Linked DNA regions of Mus musculus: region 1 is linked to region 2. The links are chromatin contacts, called in public ChIA-PET maps. All regions are on one chromosome and are shown on one strand. Each heading gives the region's core, a stretch centred on a gene start, on an enhancer-like site or on the middle of the called end of the contact. The rest is flanking DNA. Distances are from core to core; before and after follow the strand shown. Region 1 holds the start of Atp5c1 (ATP synthase, H+ transporting, mitochondrial F1 complex, gamma polypeptide 1). Region 2 overlaps Taf3 (TATA-box binding protein associated factor 3).

What was found. ChIA-PET counts read pairs in DNA pulled down with a chosen protein or histone mark.
Region 1: a contact with region 2 is called in an RNA polymerase II ChIA-PET map of memory CD8 T cells, with 6 read pairs. The contact joins the promoter of Atp5c1 here to the enhancer-like site in region 2. A contact is called at or near these places in 2 of 484 Hi-C or Micro-C datasets (germinal center B cells and nephron progenitors), 5 of 115 datasets of contacts at active chromatin or transcription factors (the SCID.adh cell line, embryonic stem cells, heart atrium and 1 more) and 3 of 9 other capture datasets (adipose tissue, embryonic stem cells and liver).

Annotation. Positions count from the first base shown.
Region 1 is chr2:10,076,989-10,082,379 of GRCm38.p6, reverse strand. Atp5c1 (ATP synthase, H+ transporting, mitochondrial F1 complex, gamma polypeptide 1) reads left to right here and starts at 1,870. Exons shown (of 10, transcript NM_020615.4): 1 at 1,870-2,032. The coding sequence starts at 1,977. Kin (Kin17 DNA and RNA binding protein) reads right to left here and starts at 1,768. Exons shown (of 5, transcript NM_025280.2): 1 at 1,636-1,768. The coding sequence starts at 1,749.
Region 2 is chr2:10,020,433-10,025,828 of GRCm38.p6, reverse strand. All of the region lies in intron 2 of Taf3 (TATA-box binding protein associated factor 3), which reads left to right. Among named protein-coding and RNA genes, the nearest start is that of Taf3, 25 kb to the left of the region's middle. Within about 2 kb of position 1,333, at least 11 of the 459 cell types and tissues checked have an H3K27ac peak or open chromatin away from gene starts, as enhancers often do. A contact at or near this core is called in the SCID.adh cell line and memory CD8 T cells, where this site is marked.

The DNA.
Region 1 (5,391 bases), core at 621-3,120, 56 kb before region 2:
CCTGAGTTCAAGTCCCAGCAACCACATGGTGGCTCACAACCATCTGTAATGAGATCTGACGCCCTCTTCTGGAGTGTCTGAAGACAGCTACAGTGTACTTACATATAATAAATAAACAAATATTTAAAAAAAAAAAAAGAACTGAGCTGAGTGGTGATGGAGCACACCATTAATCCCAGCATTTGGAAGGTCGAGGCCAGCCTGGTCTACAGAGAGAGTTCCATGACAGCCAGGGCTACACTGAGAAACCCTATCGCAAAAAACAAAAGAAACAATAAATAAGAAAGAAATGAGTGTAAGTAAGTCAGAGTTTTGAAGCTGGACAATGGCGTTGCACACCTTTAGTCCCAGCACTAAAAAGGCAGAGACAGATATCTATGAGTTCAAAACCAGCCTGGGCCTGGTTCACTGAGCAAGTTCCAGGACAGCCAGGGCCACACAGAGAAACCCTGTCTTAGAAAAACAATAACATGCACAGAGTTTTGCAATCCAGTCAGTGGCAGTGGGACTGGGTTCAGTCTGTGATGACTTACTAAGAAGGTGGCATAAGGTCAGTAAGATGGCTCAGTGGCTAAAGGCGCTTGGTGCCAGATGTGACAACATGACTTCAATCCCAGGACCCTCAAGCTGGAAGGAAATAACCATTTACATGTGGCCCTTTGATCTCCGTATGGATGTATCTGTTTGGTGCAGCATGCACACATGCATAAACACATACACCAAAATAAGATAACAGAAATATGACGCAGTGCATGAGGGCTCAGTGGTAGAGCATTTGCCAGGCATACATAAGACATTAAACAAAACTTGTAGCACTGCTTAATAAACAACCTCTCTGGTCCCCATCGCCACCACAAGACTACCAAGAAAGTATTAATATAAAGTAGGGTGGTGTATATCTCTGATATCAACCAGCACTTGGGAAGCAGAGGCAGGTCTATCTCGTTTTTTGGCCAGCCTGGTGAGGTCCAGACCAGCCAAAGTTACATACTGAGATACTGTCTCTAAAACAAAAATATGTATCAGATAATGTACAAGAATTTTTATTAGTTCTGTTATATTGGTGGCATTTTGGCATTAATTGAAAAGATAATACGATTACTTGTTATGTTGATTACACAATTAAGTCTTCAAGGGTGAAGGTATACTGATATTCATATATTTATATAATTTACTATATGATGTAAGCAAATATGGAAAAACACTTAGCGGTCACTCCTAGGTGCGATGGACTGCACGCCTGTACCTTTGGGAACCCACATACTGAAACTATAGGATAGCAGTAGCAAGTCGGGAATGAAGCATTTATGTCATGGAGAGTTCTTCTCTCCATGAAAAAACTCGGCGACAATCTTGCCGGTGGGTACAACTATTACCTCTACTTTACCAGTAGTGGCCAAGCCCATGTCACTATTAAGCGGAGCAACTTGAGTTCCTCGTCTTGACCGACCGACCCCACCAGGGAAGTCTAAATGTAAAACCTCAGTGCTCAGCCTAGCGATTGTAAGCGATCAGTGAGTGCTTGTCTGCGACCACTTCTCGTGGAGCTGGAGGGCTTCGCGCCGAGCTGGGGAAGACTGCGCCGGAGAGGGCTCCAAGCCGAGGGAGGGGTCGCGGCCAGCCTGAGTCACTTACCTCGTCGCGGCATTGCTTTTGGCACATCTGGCAGTACCAGCGAAGCTTCTGGAGCCCTTTGGACTTAATTCTATTGGCGATGGCCTTGGGGCTCAGAAAATCCGACTTGCCCATGGCGACCCTGAGCGCTACAACTACAAAGCGGTCGGAAGCGGAACTGGCTCAGCGCGGGGACAGGCGGGACCGAAATTGACAGCAGGAAATGGGTGGGGCCAGGGAACTCGCGGCTTCGGCGCTCACGAGATTTAGCGAGACCGAGGACGCAGGCGGAGCGGGCCGGGGCGCCTGAGCTCCCGCGCACGCGCACTGAGTCCCGTCTGCCCGACCTTCAAGGCTCCACCATGTTCTCGCGGGCGAGCGTTGTCGGGCTGTCGGCCTGCGCCGTGCAGCCGCAATGGTAGGACCACATCGGGAGGGATGCGGGGGCTCGGGCTTGCTGCGAGGCAGGAGGGATGGAGCTGCATGCTCACTCCTGGCGGAAGAAGGCCCCAGCTCAGGCCGCGGGGATGTCTGCAGAGCTGGAAGGTTGCGTGCCGGACCCCTGGTAGGGGTCAAAGAGAACAAGGTCACGGTCTGATCCCCTGAGACTGGAACGGCCATCCGGGACCTCGGGACCCGGACGGGATTCGGGTTGAGCTTTGGAGCCATCTGGGTTTCGATCAACTCCGTACTTCCGCTCCGTACCCGGGAGCACAGCTTGCAAAGTCTTTAGAAAGGCCCTGAAGGTGAAGGGGCGACCGGGGAACGTTTGGTTGTAACTTTTGGCTTTGAAGCCCTGTGAAACACTGCACGGGGGAGCAGCGTGACCCTTTAAGGTGTGATGGCTTGCTTGAGCTCTTTGGTAAGGCATTCACTGTGTAGCCATCCGACTCTTTGCTGGGTACTGGAGAAACGAAGGAACTCAAAATCAGCCCCCGCCTGAACCTGCTGGTCGCCTTGGTGCTAAAGGGGTTTAAAAAAATCTGCCGATGAGGAAGAGAAAGACATTGCCATTGTCATCATGCCCTCGTGTTGAAGTACAATCTCTGCAAGGTCATAAAACTGTCCCAAGGTCCCTCGGTAGGAGGAGGAGGCCTTAATACAGTTACATTTGTTAGCCTCCATTTGATAAAGGGATACCATAAGGTTGGGCGACTTTAAATACTAATCCTCTGTGCAAAATAAAATAGTTGTATATTAGAATGCCCAGGGAAGGTCAGGTAAAACGTGACTTATGGGTGACGTTGTATAATAACATGAACTACTTTGAAGCTAGACTGCTAGAAGAACTGGTGCTAAGGAGATTGTTAACTGTGGACAGTGTTTTAGTGGTTCCTTGTTTTTATGGTACAGAGGATTATTAAGGCGCTCCAGCACTGAACTAGGGTTTTGTAACCTAGGTTAGAGAACTGCCAAGAACTAGTTGAAATAGTTCTTTCATTAAGCAAAGAATTTGTAGCAATATGCTAAGACTCCAAAGTAGTGAGGCAATTAAATACGATAGATATGAACTATGTATTGGAAGAATGTTGGTGGTGCACACCTTTGATCTCAGCAACTCAGGATGCAGAGGCAGGTGGGTGTCTGAGTTCTGGGCCAGCCTAGTCTGCAAAAGGAGTTCCAGAGAATGTGTGTGTGTGTGTGTGTGTGTGTGTGTGTGTGTGTTCGTTCAGATGTTGTTAGATTAACCTTGGAAGTCAGCTTGAGTTACTTATATGGAGGTCAATAACAGTTGCATTCTCAGTTGTGTCTCCTTCAGCCAGTAGATATTTGTGGAGTGCCTGCCCTGCACCAGTTGGCACTTCTTAGGTGATAAGATGTGAAGGGTCTTTGTTGGCATCCAGTGGTCCTCAGCAAACATCAGCTGTCTCCCGTGTTTGTGTATACAATGTGTGAAAAGACTATTCTTTTGTCAAGTGTAGTGAGGCCACTGTCAGAATTTGATACGCTTCCAATGTTTTCTTGAGAGTTAGCTAGGTATTAGCTGGTTAGGTGTTCACTAGTTAGCTAGTTGGGTGTTTTCCTTAACTCTACACTATGTAGCATCACACACTCCCAGCATTCCTTCCAGACTGCTGATTCGTTCATAGGCATCAAGTCTAACTCCTTCCTCTACCGACTTGAAGTCTTCAAATAACACTGTATGATCAAAGAAGATGCTGATACTTTCTCACAGTCCACTTGCTTCTCCATCAGCATGGTGGGTAGGGCAGGTTTCTGTACCAGCCTCCAGAGGATGAGTCGGGACATGGTGCAGTAGCTTCTCAGAGTGGAGTTCATTAAAGTAAATTAGCCCTAAAGGCTCGAGAGGTTCACTCTTGCCATCCTGAGTCTGGCTCTAGCTCCCTGGACATGCAATTGAAGGAGAGAGCCAACCTCTAAAAGTTGGCCTTTGACTCAGTACTCCATATTTCTATTTCCCCCATAATATTTTTAACATTTGTGAGCAGTCAGGTACCTCATGGCCATTCAGTGATGGAGCTGTGGTGTAGACAGTTGTCTTGAGCTAGAGGAAGGAGAACCATAACTGCTCTTAAAGTATACACTGCACGGAGAGTTAGAGGGCGGGTGTGCAACTCAGAACCGTCTGCATAACGTTCCATGGGAGCCTGTGTCAGTCCAAGCGAAGCTTGTGCCTAAAACCAGGTTTTCTAGCTACATGTGGAGCATTAAGGAAAGGAAAAAATAGAAAAAGAAACAAAGCTCAAATGGTGTTGCCTTTGTTGTGCCATTTCTAGAAGGGATTAATAGAATGGTCTCTGTGTCCAATAGCTGGTATGCTGAAATAGTTTGTCACATATTCCATCTTTGATCTTTTCTATATTTTTACAACCAAACCTAGTATTTTCTATATACTCTATTTCTTCTTATTTTTCTTTCTCTATGCCTATGCAAATCAAAAGTTTGATTTTGGGTTTTTTTTTTTTGTTTGTTTGGTTAGCTTTTAATTTTTTCTGGTGCTAGAGACTCACCTCAGGGTTTGAACATGACAGGCAAAGGCTGTACCCCAGTGTTGCACACCCCAATTTATAAGCCAAGAGACGGGACTTTTAAAACAACTGTTTTTGGTTTTAAGCTATATTATATTATTCTTAGATTTTTAAATGCCTAACAGCAATACTGAGATACAAAGATCCATCATTCTCTAATCTGCATTTGAAAATTATAATTAAGAGGAAAAACTCATTTCCAGCGTAGTTTTAGAATTGTATGATATTGAACATAAAGTATGGAGAGTTCATATCCGTGCCCACCACTCAGAGCCATTCCCCTGCCCCGCTTGATACCATGTTCTCCTCTTGACATTGACACTGTGCCCTGTCATCTCACATGGCTTGTATACAAGAGTGTTTTTGGTTTTGTTTTGCTTTTAAAGTTTAGAGGCTGGAGAGATGGCTCGGGGCTACGAGCACTGCCTACCTGCTCTTCCCGAGGACTCGGGTTCAATTTCCCAGCAATATGATGGCTCACAGCTGTGTGTAACTGCAGTCCCAGAGGCTCTGATGTCCTCTGTTACCCTCTGCAAGGGCTGCACAGACATGATACACTGACAACTTAAGGCAAAAACTCTCATCCAGCTAAACAAAAATTTTAAAAGAATTTTGACGAGGTTTATATTTTATGTATAAGTATTATCAAGAGAGATGTTTTGCAAAGATTTTAATTTTATAAAATCCATCCTCATTTTTTTTTTTTTTTCTACTGTGGTGTTTGCCTTCCAGAAGCTTTGGTCCGAGCTCATTGTTTAGACAAATGTCTGTGTGTGGCGGTCTGAGT
Region 2 (5,396 bases), core at 84-2,583:
TAGGAGACAGGTCCAGAGGAAGTACAAAGGTCCTCACTAGAGGCCAGGTGGATATCTGACTCATCCTCACTGAGAGAGATGGAAGCACTTTAATATTTTTAAAATTCCAAATACAAAAGTAAAGGGATTAGACTAGATAGCTTCCTATATCTGTCCGCCAGTCCTGCTCACTATACGCTCATTCATTTCTTCTCTTTCCGGGCTGCCTTGAAGAAAGCGTCCAGCCTCATGTTATCTCTTCATAATTTTTTGTTTTGTTTTAAGCTAGGGCCTAATGGAGCACAGCTTGGCCTCTAGCCTGCTGTCTCCCAAGTCCTGGGGTTGCAGGTGTGTACTAGCATGTCCAGTCGTCATTCATCAGAAGCATGGAAGCATATAACTCTACAGGATGAGAACTGTGTTAGCAGTCGTACAGTCCTGTTGCCATGTGCTTAGGATTAACTCCCCACGGATGGCATCAGGTAACTGATAAGTGGGGTAAGCATGGGCGTATATAACTGTCTGTTCCAGTCAAACTCTTAGGATCTCTCCGTTGGAATGAGTTTGTTTCTTTTCCTCTCTTCCTATCCCCTCCCTTTTATCTCTTTCCTCTTTATGTCTGCATATTTGCTGCAGGGTCTGGATTGTTTGGCCTCCACGGGTCTTTCCACTCTGCAGTTCACTTACAGTGCCCCAACAGGTGTGTTTTACATGGTCTTCTGTATCCTGTACATTCATGGTGGTTCCAAAACCTTCAAATGTCAGGTTCAATGGCTTAGTGGAGGCTGTTGTAGATTGGGAGTGTGTGATTTCAGCAGACATCCATCCAGTCATGAAGTCAGTACAGGTTGTAAATAATGGCAGCTCACGCCTTTATTAGCTGCTGCTTCTCTAAAGAGAATGTCCTTTCATGTACTCTGGGGACTTGGTAGTAGTATATTTACAAAAGAACTAATGAGTGGCTTTTCTGTTCCATCATCGTTACTATAATAAAATGATTCCTTGGCTTATTGTAGGTAACCACCGACTAACTAGTTGTGCCCATTTTTAAATCATCCTGATCCATAGACTTAAAGACATTTGATGGTCATGGTGGCACACTCAGGAGTCAGAGGGAGATAGTTCTCTTGAGTTTGAGACTAATCTGGTCTACAGGGGGAGTTCCAGTACAACTGGGGCTCCATAGAGAAACCCTGTCTCAAGAAACCAGAAAAAGAAAAAAGAAAAAGAAAAGAAATTTGATGAGTGTCAGTCTAGCACAGCTGTTGCTGTCCACCGAGTGCTGAGATAGCCCTGACTCTGCCGTGTGCGACTAGTGCTCTGCAGGAGCTGCCTCCCACTCTCTTACAAAGTCTTGCTGGCTCACTGACGACTACTGTCAAGACTTCAGGAAGTTGTGGGCTGGTTGTAAAGCACAGTCCTTGTTAAAAGTCATGTAAACTTAAATAAGTTATACTAAAAGCAAGATGCCCACACCCCATCGCCTCTCGGTTCTTTTCTGGTTAAGCTTACTGTACTGTGTGAGAGAGTGCTTCATGGCTGTCTGTTCTCAGCTGTTCTCAGCTGCATAGCTTACTGCCAGGTTCAAACTGGCCACGGTGGGAGGCTTCGCGGCCCAGAAGGCCGCAAGTGCGAACACATCACGGTCTGCTTTATTCTTCTGCTGATTTGAAACAGTGATGGTGAAACTATGGAACCTGCAGATGGGGCTCCAAAATGAGTCCTGTCTGTAGCTGTTTGATTATAAGTCATGAGGAATATCCTTTCAGCGTTCTGCAGCCAAAGAACTCGTCCCTGTTATTGGCGTTAAGTGCAGTTCTGGCACGCGCCAGATTTATTTTGCTTCAGCCTCAAGAGATCAGCAGAGCTCCTGGTTCTGTGGAATGGGCTTGATTGGAGCCTACCTGTGTCCATTTATTTATGTATTGTCTGTGCAGCCTTGATGCTGCCTCGGCAGACAGGACTAGGTGTGACAGATAGTGAGTGTGCCACAAGCCTATGTGTTTACCATCTGGACCTCTCAGTGTAACCAACTTCTGTGTGCACATTCATTCTTCACTTGCAAGCCTGAGTTGGTTTTACTGATACATAATTTTGGCAAATATCAGCAAAAATATTCTGTAATAATTGTACATACAGGATTTATGACAACTATATATTTAAATTATGTTCTATGAATCCTTTATGTCATTAAAATTGAAACATAGCACACACGTGCATAGCGCCATGTCCCAAAGCAGTTGCTAAACACTGACCAGCACACCACCCTGTCCACTTGAGTGGACATCATCTAGTAAGCGGATCCAGTAACTGATGCCACTGCTAAAGTGACTCTGCCCTCTGAGTGGGGAACTGGGAATTGAGTGAGCAGAAAAAACCATGAGTTTTAAAAGGAACATGTCTAACAATAGACTCAGCAGGGATAGCTAGAAGCTCAAAGAAATTCTTGTCACCCAGTGAGTATTGCAAATATTTGTAGTTTGTATCTTTAAGGATTTTTAATTTTATGTGTATGAGTGTCTTGCCTACTTATATGTACTACATACATGCCTGGTTCCTGCAGAGGTTAGAAGAGGGCATCACATTCCCTGGAACTAGAGTTAGCAATGGTTATGAGCCTCCAGATGGGTACTAGAAACCAAACTCAGGTCCTCTTCAAGAGCAGCAAGTGCTTTTAACCTATGAGACATCTCTCTATTCCCATAATTTGTATTTTAAATTTGCTATTGATTTCTGGAAAACTATGACCCCCTAAGCTGCCACAGTAGATAATTAGAGGAAAGCATTTGGCCCAGATGGTTAATTCTGTGTATTCACTCTTAGGCTGGACACAGAAAGATGCACATGTCCGATTAATTCAGTTAGTTTTTACTGAACTCTCAAGTCTGTAGCACACTCTTCATAGTACTGACAGGTTGTACCCTTCTGGCCTGAACCTACTTGACATCTTGTATGTTAGTGAAGAGGACAGAGTGGAGCGTCGCTCATTTGTTATGACATGAGTGACTTTCTGAATCAGATCTAGTCTCTAAATACTAGAAAAATGTTTCCTCAGCAGAACAGCTATGGACACACAGCACACTTCAGTTATTCTACATTTTCAATATTTCTTCTGGAAGTTTCTTACAGCTTTCATAGTCAACATAAGAGTTTATTAGTCTTTCTGTGTTTTGTAGGATATCTGTCTTTCCAGCTATCTGTCTGTCCGCCCGTCCATCCATCCATCCATCCATCCATCCATCCATCCATCTATCTTAATCTCCTTGGCCAATTTCAAGTCATCAGTAGAATGCTGTTGATTGTAAAAGAGAACAAGGAGCCAGGCGTGGTGGCGCACACCTTTAATCCCAGCACTTGGGAGGCAGAGGCAGGCGGATTTCTGAGTTCGAGGCCAGTCTGGTCTACAAAGTGAGTTCCAGGACAGCCAGGGCTATACAGAGAAACCCTGTCTCGAAAAACCAAAAGAGAGAGAGAGAGAGAGAGAGCGAGGACTTTCACTGACACGGAGTCCCCAGTGCACCAGGGTTGGGGTGGAAGAGCCACAGTTTGTGTGACTGAGCTGTCCCAGCACACACACCCCTGGTGATCTTGAGGAAGGTTACCGTCTACTCAGGTTTTCACAGAGTGATTTAGAGTGGAAATAAAATGCTTTCCATCAAAGGATATGTGGCCTGAGACCTTTGTAAAGTGACAAGTCTAAATGTAATCACATTTTAGTTGGCACATATTCATTATATATAGTACTCAGTTTCATAGGGACATTGTCATTCAAAGGTAATAATACACTTTTGAACCCCTCCCTCCTCTAGACAAAGTCACTTCTTCCTTGTCATGTATGCTTGTGTGACTAGGTTTTGAGGAATATCTAATCATACAGTTAAGATCAGAAGACTGAGGAACCATTTTGAACTCTTCTGTCATAGGAGGGAAGATAGTGCCCTATATTCAAAATATTATTCTAACAACATTGTCATCCCATTTAAAAAAAAAACAACACGCAAGCACAGTGCACTTGGCAGTGTTCTGAGTTCCCTTTGGAATTCTGTTTAATTGGAGTCCATTCTTCTCTGGGTTGTAAGAATAGTTAGTGCAGGCAAGCACTCTGTGCCTAAGGTGGTAGAATTTGAAGCATCTTTCTGGGGCCTGACATGAGTGACTTTGAAGGGAAAGGCAAACCTCAAAACCAAGGAAGTTCAAATCAGGATCTTCACCGCTGTTCACTCGTTTCTGAAACCTCTCCTGCCGCAGGCCTGAGCTTTCCGCATTACCCAGCTGGAGCTCGGTTCCGCCAGGTGCTGCGTGTGCCCAGTAGCAAGGTCCCTGGAACTGGAGGCAGACTTGGCAAGATGCCGGTGGGATCGCAATGGCTACTCCCAGAGTGGAAGGCTTGGTGCCGGCCAGTCTTTGGAACATTCAAGTAGACACTGGATAGTGTATTATGTGGTGGACTGTCACAAGACTCTACTCAGACCTGCTCTCGAGTTTTAAAAAGCATTTTGATTTTATGTTACCTGAATTCATCATCCTATTTGTAGGTATTTCATGAAAGGGCAATTGTATTTTGATTGGAGGGAAATCATGACTTTTTTCTTTCACACGGGTATAAATATGTAAGCAGAGCTCGTAGCTTTCTCTTTGCTTGTTAATGTGACTATTTACCCAAGTATATTAAGTGATGTTTTAAGGTCAAGAGAGAAAGTGATAGGAGCGCACTGGAGCCATTGGGAGACCACTGCTCACTTGGCCTGCCTGGGGAGCTGGGGAGCCGATTGCCAGCTCTGTCAGAGCCGGGGCTTTGCGCAGGCCTTGGTTTGGTTTTCTCTACTGACCTGAGGGATTTCTATGAAACCTTATGTCAGTTGAACTACTTAGGTAGGGAAGGTAAGAGAGGAAGAGTGGAACTTGAGGTTTACGAGGTAGGCAGATTACAAATAGCATCGGATGTCTTCCGTAGCAGGTTAACTTGAGCTCTACTTAATTACAGATTGAAATATGAAATCATTTTACTTTCTTATATACCATGGTAAAAGAGTTACACTTTTGAGAGTGACTGGCCATGGTCTTGAGGGCTTTTCCTAGAGAGTTTTGACAGTAGCATAATCAAATCCTCATCTTTGTCCATATCTACTATTTACAAGCTGTCAGAGAAATGGGTGACATGGCCAGTGGCTTATAGCAGGCTGGTGTCATTTAGACTTGTGTGATTTTAATTCTCTGCCTGGCGTTTGGTATGTTGGAATATTTCAGGTTCTGTAATAGTCTGTAGTTACCGGCACAGGCATTACTTATACTTGGACACACTTTGGTTTTCACCAGCTCTGATCCTCTGATCAGTTAGAAGATTCCAGACCTTCTTATTCTACTGAACAGAGAAAACCCTAACCTTGATTCTTGAGTTAATGTTTCATGGTGAATGT